2 separate regions of the Mus musculus genome follow, and region 1 is linked to region 2. Evidence: chromatin contacts called from public Hi-C data. All regions are on one chromosome and are shown on one strand. The core of a region is the stretch at or near the end of the contact, and the rest is flanking DNA. Distances in the headings are between cores, read along the strand shown.

Evidence for each region. A called contact is a pair of places that touch in the nucleus more often than the background predicts.
Region 1: a Hi-C map of B cells shows a contact between it and region 2, with 6 read pairs. The contact joins the promoter of Srrm1 here to the promoter of Ppp1r8 in region 2. A contact is called at or near these places in 1 of 39 promoter capture datasets (pre-B cells), 1 of 484 Hi-C or Micro-C datasets (B cells) and 1 of 9 other capture datasets (liver).

Annotation. Positions count from the first base shown.
Region 1 is chr4:135,350,252-135,354,523 of GRCm38.p6, forward strand. It overlaps Srrm1 (serine/arginine repetitive matrix 1), which reads right to left and starts at 2,895. Exons shown (of 18, transcript NM_016799.4): 1 at 2,846-2,895. The coding sequence starts at 2,866.
Region 2 is chr4:132,840,052-132,844,639 of GRCm38.p6, forward strand. Ppp1r8 (protein phosphatase 1, regulatory subunit 8) reads right to left here and starts at 3,118. Exons shown (of 7, transcript NM_146154.3): 1 at 3,006-3,118; 2 at 593-653. The coding sequence starts at 3,061.

The DNA of each region.
Region 1 (4,272 bases), core at 1,645-4,144, 2.5 Mb after region 2:
GCACTGGATATCAGTGGAAAGGTCAAACCTAGTCACCGGAAAGAGATCCAGAAAGGCTGTGACTGAGTGCAGAGCCTGGTGCATGGTGCATGGGCCCTAGTACTGCAAAACCAAAAAGGTTTTAAAGAAAAAGAAAAAAAGTTTTGGGCCAAGAGTGGTGGCATATACCTTTAGAGATAGGCCATCTCTAAAGAGTTCAAAGCCAGCCAGGAGTGGTGGCGCATGCCTTTAATCCCAGCACTTGGGAGGCAGAGGCAGGCTAATTTCTGAGTTTGAGGCCAGCCTGGTCTACCGAGTGAGTTCCAAGACAGCCAAGGGCTACATAGAGAAACCCTGTTTCAAATAAAATAAAATAAAATTCAAAGCCAGGCTGGTAAGAGGTCCTGAGTTCAAATCCCAGCAACCACATGGTGGCCCACAATCACCCGCAATGAGATCTGACGCCCTCTTCTGCTGTGTCTGAACACAGCAACAGTGTACTTATTAATAATAATAAATAAATCTTTGGGCCCGAGTGAGTGAGGTCCTAAAATTCAATTCCCAACAACCACACGAAGGCTCACAACCATCTGTACAGCTACAATGTACTCATATACATAAAATAAATATTAAAAAAAAAAGTTCAAAAGCTGTCCTGGTCTGCTTTTGATCTTATCAACCACCTCTTCAGAAAGAAAGAAAGAAAGAAAGAAAGAAAGAGAGAGAGAGAAAGAGAGAGAGAGAGAGAGAGAGAGAGAGAGAGAGAGAGAGAGAGAGAGAGAGAGAATGCTATCACCAATTCTTTTTTTTTTTTTTTTGGTTTTTCATGCACCACCACGCCCGGCTTACTATCACCAATTCTTAAATCGAATTCTACTCAGAATCAGGTTGTACTAGGTAACTGATCTAAAATTACCTCCCCACCCCCATTCTCCCCTTTTTAAATTTTTTTGAGACAGGGTTCTATGTAGCCTCACTCTGTAGACCAGGCTGGCCTCAAACTCAGAGATCTGCCTGCCTCTGCCTCCCCTCCCTCCCAGAGTGTTGCGATTTAAGGTGTGCGCCACTGCCTAGTAAGTTTTTCTAACTCAGAACATAAATCCCCCACTTTGTCAGTGTGTAGCATATGTCTGAAATTCTAGTACTGAGAAGTCAAGGCAGGACTCTCTAGGTCCAAGGCCAGTTTGGGTTAGAGAACCCAGTTTCAAAACACTTCAACTGCCCCTGCCCCCAAAAGACCCAACCCAGGGAAAACAAAACTACTTCATTTAAGTAAGTGTAAAAAGAATATTTTAAAAAGTGGGTTATTTTCCAGATCCTGTCCTTTTCAAAGGACATCTTCGCCTGAAAATTGACATATCGCTTTGTTTTAGTTCTTCAATCTCCTTTCCACTAGAAATAACTGACAAGCCTGGCCAGGGTGCAAGTCTTCATTCAACCCCAGCATTCGGGAGGCAGAGGCACACAGATCTCTGAGTTCAAGGCTAGCCTGGCCTACAGACTACAGAGTTCCAGGATGGCCAAGGCTACACACATAAACCACTTCCTGAAAAGGCAAAACAAAAACTGAAGGGGGTGGGGGGAGAAAAAGAGACAATTGACAAGTGAAAGAAACCTTCGACTGTTTTTAAGTGTTAACTTCGGTGCCATAAGAAATGAGTACTGACTACAAAGGTTAAGTGCCTAGTTTGTAGTGCAAGTATCTGAGGTGCTGGAGATAGACCCCAGTGTCTTGTTCATACTAGGCAAGCTCTCATGAACCACATACAAGAAGCACCTTTATTATCTCCCTCCTCCTTCCCCCGCCTTCCAATTTTTTCTTTAAAAATGCACACAAACTGTAAACTATATGCTTGATTCAGAGAATGCAAAACTCTAAGCAGTGGTATGACAGAGAGCTGGTATCTGGATTTTTACCAAGCTGTCTTACAAGGTTCTACTCTGCATTACAAGAATCAGCGATTCCTAAAGGGTTTGTTGCTACTTTTAATCCCACAAGTGTACGTTCCCATACATCTAGATCTCGACCTGTAGCTACTTTCCTTCCAAAGTGGACCTAATAAACTGCCTTACTGTGTGGGATCTATGTACCACCTCCAAGGTAACGTCCCCTGCCTGGACATGGGCCGCTGGGAAAGGGTGCTAGCGAAGAGCGGGAAGCGCGACGGAGTCACAACCGTAATCTGTCTCCACCCTCGCACACACCGTTCACTCCAAAAGCCTCCGATTCAAATGTTCCAACTACAAATTATCTAAGCTCCCCTCCCCGAAGAGCTATCAAATTGGGCGGGAGCGCTCACGAACTCTGACCCTGCGCCGCCGGGAAAGCTTAAGACCCAGAGGGTGGACGCTGTACGTCGGGGTTTGGGGGGGGGGCACCCATTTTCTCCAAAGCTGCCACTAAAAAAAAAAAATAATAAGGCCCCTTTCCTCAAACACCTCTCAGGACGGAGCCCCAAACCATACAACCGGTACCCCGCAGCCGCCCCGGGCTTCCCACCGGCCTCCCCCTAAAGACTTCCTCCTTGAGGCTCCGCTAGGCCCCGAGCCCGGGCGGCCGGCGCGGCGCCCGGCCTACAGGGCCTCGCCAGGCGGCCGGTGAGGTTCGGCTCCAGCCCATTCCCGCCGCCATTTTCCGGCCACCGCCACCGCCGCGTAGGGGGGGACGATCCCGGAGGAGGAGACTGCGCAGGGGCGCACCGGTCTCGGCCGCAACGCCGAGGCCGGGGGACGCTGCCCACGAACCCCCTCGGGGTCTCTAAGGCCTTCCTCCGCGGGCCGTCCTGTCCGGGATTTTGAGCGCCTCCCCCTCGGGTCTTACAAACAAGCCTCTCGCCTCTCCCCGGATCCCCGCGCTCGGACTTACGCGGAAGAATCCCGCGTCCATCTTGCCGCCTCGCTCGGAGATCGCTCCCTATCCCAGCGTGCACCGCGCCGCCGCGACGGAGGGCGGGACCGGCAGAAGGGAGCCCAGCGCCGGGAGGCTGCGCGCGCCGCTACACCCGCCCCGCTCCGGCGGGCCTGCGGCTGCGCCTGCTCAGTGCGCCACGAGAACGACGCGCATGCGCAAGCGCACCAGGGCGGCAGCCTTTCGCTAGGAGGGGAGGCGAGCTGGGCGACTGGAACCAATGGAAAGAGGAGGGAGAATCTTTGGGTCGCCCAACCCTACCGATCTTTTTTTTTTTTTTTTTTTTGTGGCGCATGATCAGCGGTGTTCGCGCGACTTGAGTTGATCCTTCCTTTGATCCGTAGTGGGAGGATGTGGGGAGTTGAAGGGAGATGGGGGGCGGGGGGGAAGCCTCAGTCCTGGGGTGCATGGGTAGTCATAAAAGAGAATGCTTGCTTAGGGGCGGCCCGATACGCCAGTTGTTGTCATTGTGAAAGTTGAGCTAGGAGTGGGTTTTGGGAGGTTGCCGGCGGGGTTGAGCCTGCAGCGTCAGCTCGTATGAAGCCCGCGTGTTCGCCGGATGTGCGTCGCATCTGGCTTGTTCTTGAGGTGTCCATTGGATACCTTTCTGTGCTTCTGCTGCGAAACCACGCCGAAGGGCAGGAAGTGGAAGAGGGCCAAAACCGGCCCTTTAATGTGCTCACCAAGCGCTTTCTCTCCAGAAAAGTTTCTCTGGGGCCACTTTGTAACATTCCATCTTTCACAGACACGCGCACCTCTAATGCTTTTTCATGGAAAAGTCGGGAAGTGGGCATGTCTGCCCTAGGAGTGCTAGTGTAGAAACCCGAATGTCTCCAGGCATTTTTTTTTTTTTTCTTTTCCTGGCTTTCCTACTTAAAGGGGGTTGACTTTCCCATTTGAACGCCCACAGACCAGATATGACTAGGTTCGTCTCGTCCATCAAAATCATCAAATGAATCGAAATAGCAGGGAAATCAGAGAGGCTGTCTTTGAGCCTTCTCTGTCTCTGTAGATGGCAGTAGCTTTCCTTTTGTTTAGGACAATCTTGCTGTTGAGAGTCCTCTTTCCTGCACACCCCACTCCCAAGCCCTCAGGAAACACACATGCCACTATGATGGAGGCCCAAGGTCCCTTATCTGAGTTGAACTCCTGCACTAGTTCTGTCACAGATAGCCCTGTTCCTGACCTTGCCACCCAGCATCCATTCTGAAGGAGGCCCGGATGCTGAACGATGCTGTTGAAAACCCTAGGTATCTCTGTGAGTTCAAGGCCAGTCTGGTCTACAGAGTGAGTTCCAGGACAGCCAAGGCTACATAAAGAAACCCCATTAAGTACAAAGAAAGGACGTTAAAGAAAGAAAGAAAACCATGGGCACTTGTCTGCTG
Region 2 (4,588 bases), core at 1,868-4,367:
TGTTCTTTTTCGACAAGTGACCTTCCTGACTATACTACCCTGAATCTCACAGAAGTCGCTGAAATGTTAAACTCAATCTATAACATAACCTTCTTTAGTTAATATGAACTATGCATTCCACAAATTACAAATCAGTGGGTTTCCGGTTTGTGTGGGTGCCTTGGGCCTATGACCTGTTAAAAATATCTTCATTTGTAAGGGGAGAGGAGTAATGAGAGGAGTTGTGAGAGTGTTGCGTGCTGGAGAATAAATCCAAAAGGGTTTCCCAATGCTAAGCAGCCACTCTATTACAGAGCTCCATCCCAGGTCCCTATGAGCTTTTAACAGGGGACCAAAACCAAAAAAGAGGTCAGGAAGATGAGACAGGCGTGGTAGCCATGCCTTTATTTACAGGACTAGGAGGCAGAGGCAATCAATCTTTGTTGAGTTCAAGGCCAGGCTGCTCTATATAGGGAGCTCCAGGATACCCAGGGCCGACCCTGTCTTAAAAAGCAGAAACCCAGAAGGGAAGTAACATTGCTGAAGACAAAGTAAAGGAGAGGGTGGGAAGTGAGTCCCGGTGGAAAACCTTTAGAACGGTGTGCTTCATTACCTCAATTAGCTTGTCTCCTTTCACCACATCCAGATGTAAGCCAGGTGGTGGTTTACCTGCCCTGAAAAAGAAGAGCGAAACAGCAGTTTTAAGGATGAGTCCATGACTGTTTCAATCCCTGTCCCGTCAACACTGAGGCTCTCCTACAGTTAGAGTTAGTTCATATTCAAACAGAAACGTCATGAATTCACTGTCAGAGCTTGCTCCTTCCTTCCTCCCGCACCCCCCCCCCTTTGATTTTTTTGAGACAGGGTTTCTCTGTAGCCCTGGCTGTCCTTGAACTCACTCTGCAGACCAGGCTGGCCTGGAACTCAGAAATCTGCCTGCCTCTGCCTCCCAAGTGCTGGGATTAAAGGCGTACGCCACCACTGCCTGGCTAGAGCTTCTTTCAGTGTTTAACACTTTCTTCCCAAGTGATTCAATTATTCAGAGATTTCAGTGGGTCTGTCTTTAGAGCACCCCCCACCCAAACTCCTGCATTTTAATACTGGCTATGCCCTTCAGAAATAACGCAGCTCAATGTCCTGTTCCCTGGAAAGGTTTTTCCTTCTTGTTTTTGGGAGACAGAGTCTCACGTCTCCAAAAACAAGCTAGGCTCAAACCTTTGTGGGATTGGATCTGAGGACGACCTTTAACCTCCTCCTCCACCTTCCCTGTGCTAAATTACATTGTGATGCATGCTTGGTCTAACCTGGGGTTTCATCTAAGATTTACTACTCCTAATATAAAGAAAGAATAAACCAGTTGTTTTGCTGGGTACAGAAATACACATGTGAATTCCCACCAGAGGGACCATTGCAACTTCAAGGCCATCCTAGTTTGTATAACAGGTGAGTTCTAGATCATCTAGAATCACATATAGAGATCTTGCCTTAAAACAAATATATGTTAAAATAACCAAATAACAAAAATTGTTTGTTTGGGGGCTGATCAATATCATTCTCATCACAAAATAAACAAAAAAACATTACCCAGATGAACTCTTGGTACCAAATCAGAGATCTGTAATTAGGGAACTAGAGCAAATCAAAACCACGCCCACGAAACCAAGCTCCAAAGGGAGGGAGGTGTGGGGGCACCCTGAACAGGTGTTTGTGAAAAAAAATCTAAGTCATCAGACTGTTTTCTATACCTCGCTTCATCATTCAAGGGGATGGATGCTCAAATGTCAAATCACCTGACACAGTTCCTGGTATACACCAGACCCTGAGGTAATGACAGGTGATCTCAAAGAAAGAGTCTCTTTATATTTGGCTGGCCCAAATTTGAAATAAGTGCAGCCAGGGACCAGTGTGGATAAAGAATTTGTAGGCTGAAGCACATGGATATGTTAAAAGAATAAAGAAATCCAGGAAACAGCCAAGCATTCATTCGCTTCCTGGGCTTGTTCTTTTGAACCTTCCAGGGCCCTTACATTTGCACAGAAGAAACGATATCGAGTCTATCTCATTGAAGATTCAACACAGACATCTCACAGCTCCGCTCCAATCTCTCATGGCAGTGGCTAAAAGGACAGTGCATCGAACAAAAGCCCATTTGCTTCGAGATACAGATTAAAATGAACATTAAAGCCAAAATATTTTGTCTGAATATCCTACCATGTGATTGACTCAGGCCTAGGAGCTGAGCATGATGCAAGGGTTTTTGCCCTTGAAGATCTCAATGTAACAGAAGCCCGAGAGGTAACACGTTAATAACCAGGAAGAGCCGCAACAGCAGAAAGGGCTCTAACCCCGATGCATCCTCGTGCAAAGCAGTTCCTATTCATTCATCTTGCACCCCACTCAACGCGGAAACCATCCTACTACTTCTCTGAACTTCCCAGGGGATGAAAATGCTGTATGCTAACAACTTCTGCTGTCTTTTGTACCGGGTTTCGTGCTGGTCTGGTCAGAGAACAAGGGGGAACAGTCCCGCGCCATCCCTGCCCGCAAGGAGCACCTAGTCCGCTTGGAGGGTGCAGCAGCCACGGAGGGATGCAGCATCAGGTTGGACTGAGGTAGGGAAGCCAGCTCGTGCGCGCTCCAGACCTTCAGCACCCGGGGAAGGTTTGATGCTCCCCGAGAGCATCGGGCACTCAGTGATGAGTTAGGGCAAGTTAGGGGCCAAGGCCTGAAGCACCCCGGTGAGCGGCTGACCTCCCAAGCGCTGTATAAACTGAATACCTTCGAGCCCCCAAAACTCGGGTTTCCGCAGAGCCTGGGCCCCAGCTCCAGGATCCTCCACACGTCGCCCGGCCCCTCACAGCGGACAGTTTTCCCTCAATCATTCCAGGATCTTTCTGAGACGTTCGTTTCATCGCAAAAAAAAAAAAAAAAAAAAAAAGGAAGAGGAAAAAAAAATACAACCTTCTCCTTTCTGTCCGGGTTAACTCACGCCAAGCCGCTCCAGTCCCAGAAACCTCATTACTCACCAAGTCGGGCAGTCGAACAGCGGGAGGCTGGAGCCGGAGTTCACGGCTGCCGCCATCTTGCGTCTCCCCCTCCCATTTGGCGGGTCTGAAGCACGCCGGGAAACTAAGAGCTCGGGAGGGAAGAGGCGGCATCCCAGCAGCCTGTGCGCAGCGCGTGCGTGCGCACGCGCAACGCAAGGACGCTCTCCTGGGAGCGCCTCTGGCGGAGGGCATCAGGGGCTGGGTTTGAAGTCTGCAGTGTTTGCTGGAGAGGCTGGGGGCGGGTGTCTCCTTGGTCACGGGGTCAGGAGTGGTTTGTACCTTGATGCGGCTTTCGCGCTGCGTTTTCCGCCAGAAACCCTAGAGCTCTGCAATCTGCATTAACTCCCAGCTACCCACCCCCTCGGGCTTCATCTAGCGATAAGCAGGTGATGGCTAGAGATAAGAAGTGATGGCTTTTTTTTTCCCCCTTTTTCCAGCCTTCCTTCGAAACACTGCATCTGAAAACAGAATCCTTACTCATTTGTCCTTTCTGATCCCAAGTCTGATGTGTACGGCTCAGTGGTAGTGTGTTCAGCAGGCGCGAATGAGGCCACTGATTCAATTCCCCAAAACCAGTAATTTTCTTAGATCTGGGAGAATCTATAGATTAGGCGACTGTGTCAGAAATCATGTAGTCTGTTTTTGAAAACTTTGGACAAACTGCTGCAAGGCACAGACTCAAAAGGAAAAAAAGCCTCCAATTTTTAGTAACTTAACCAATTCTCAAAAATGTTTAATTCATGGCCCCTTAGGATTTTTCTCTGTGGGTCATAGTGACATAGGAAGCATTAGGGTTACCATCTTCCTCTAAGCCATTAGCTTGCTGGTTGTAATGGTTTTGTCTATTGAGTGCTTATGGGGAAGTATGTATTTCATATGGATCAGTTCACTTGGTATTCCCAAAACTCAAGACAGATTGATTCCAGAAGAGAGGCTCTAGCCTCACCTTACAAGGAGTGGTATTCGAACCTGAGTCTATGTAAAGCCAAAAGCCAGGCTCTACTAGTCCCATATGTTTCTGACAACATACCATTCCTTCGTATGCAGTGGATGGTCCTTTTTTCACTTTTGCAGAAAGATGGGATGATGACTTCACAGTTTTTAAAAGAAACAAATGGTTGGAGGGTGTGGCAGCACATATCTGAAATTCCATCTGCCTTTGCTTCCTGAGATACAGGGTTAAAGGTAGTCAACACTATGCCCTGCTAGACAGTAAAATTAATAATAATAATAATAATAAATTCTCCAGGTTTCAGTAAGCAACAGCAATAGAACATGTCATGGTTTGAATATGCTTGGTCCAGGGAGTGGCACTATTTGGAGGTTTGGACTTGTTGAAATAAGTGTATCATTGTAGGCTTGGGCTTTAAGTCCTGTATCCTGGCTACCTGGAAGTCAGTCTTCCACTAACAGCCTTCAGGTGAAAATGTAGAACTCTCAGCTCCTCCTGCACGATGCCTGCCTGGATGCTGCCATGCTCCAGCCTTGATGATAATGGACTGAACCTATGAACCTATAAACCAGCTCCAATTAAATGTTTTCAGCATAAGAGTTGCCTTTGT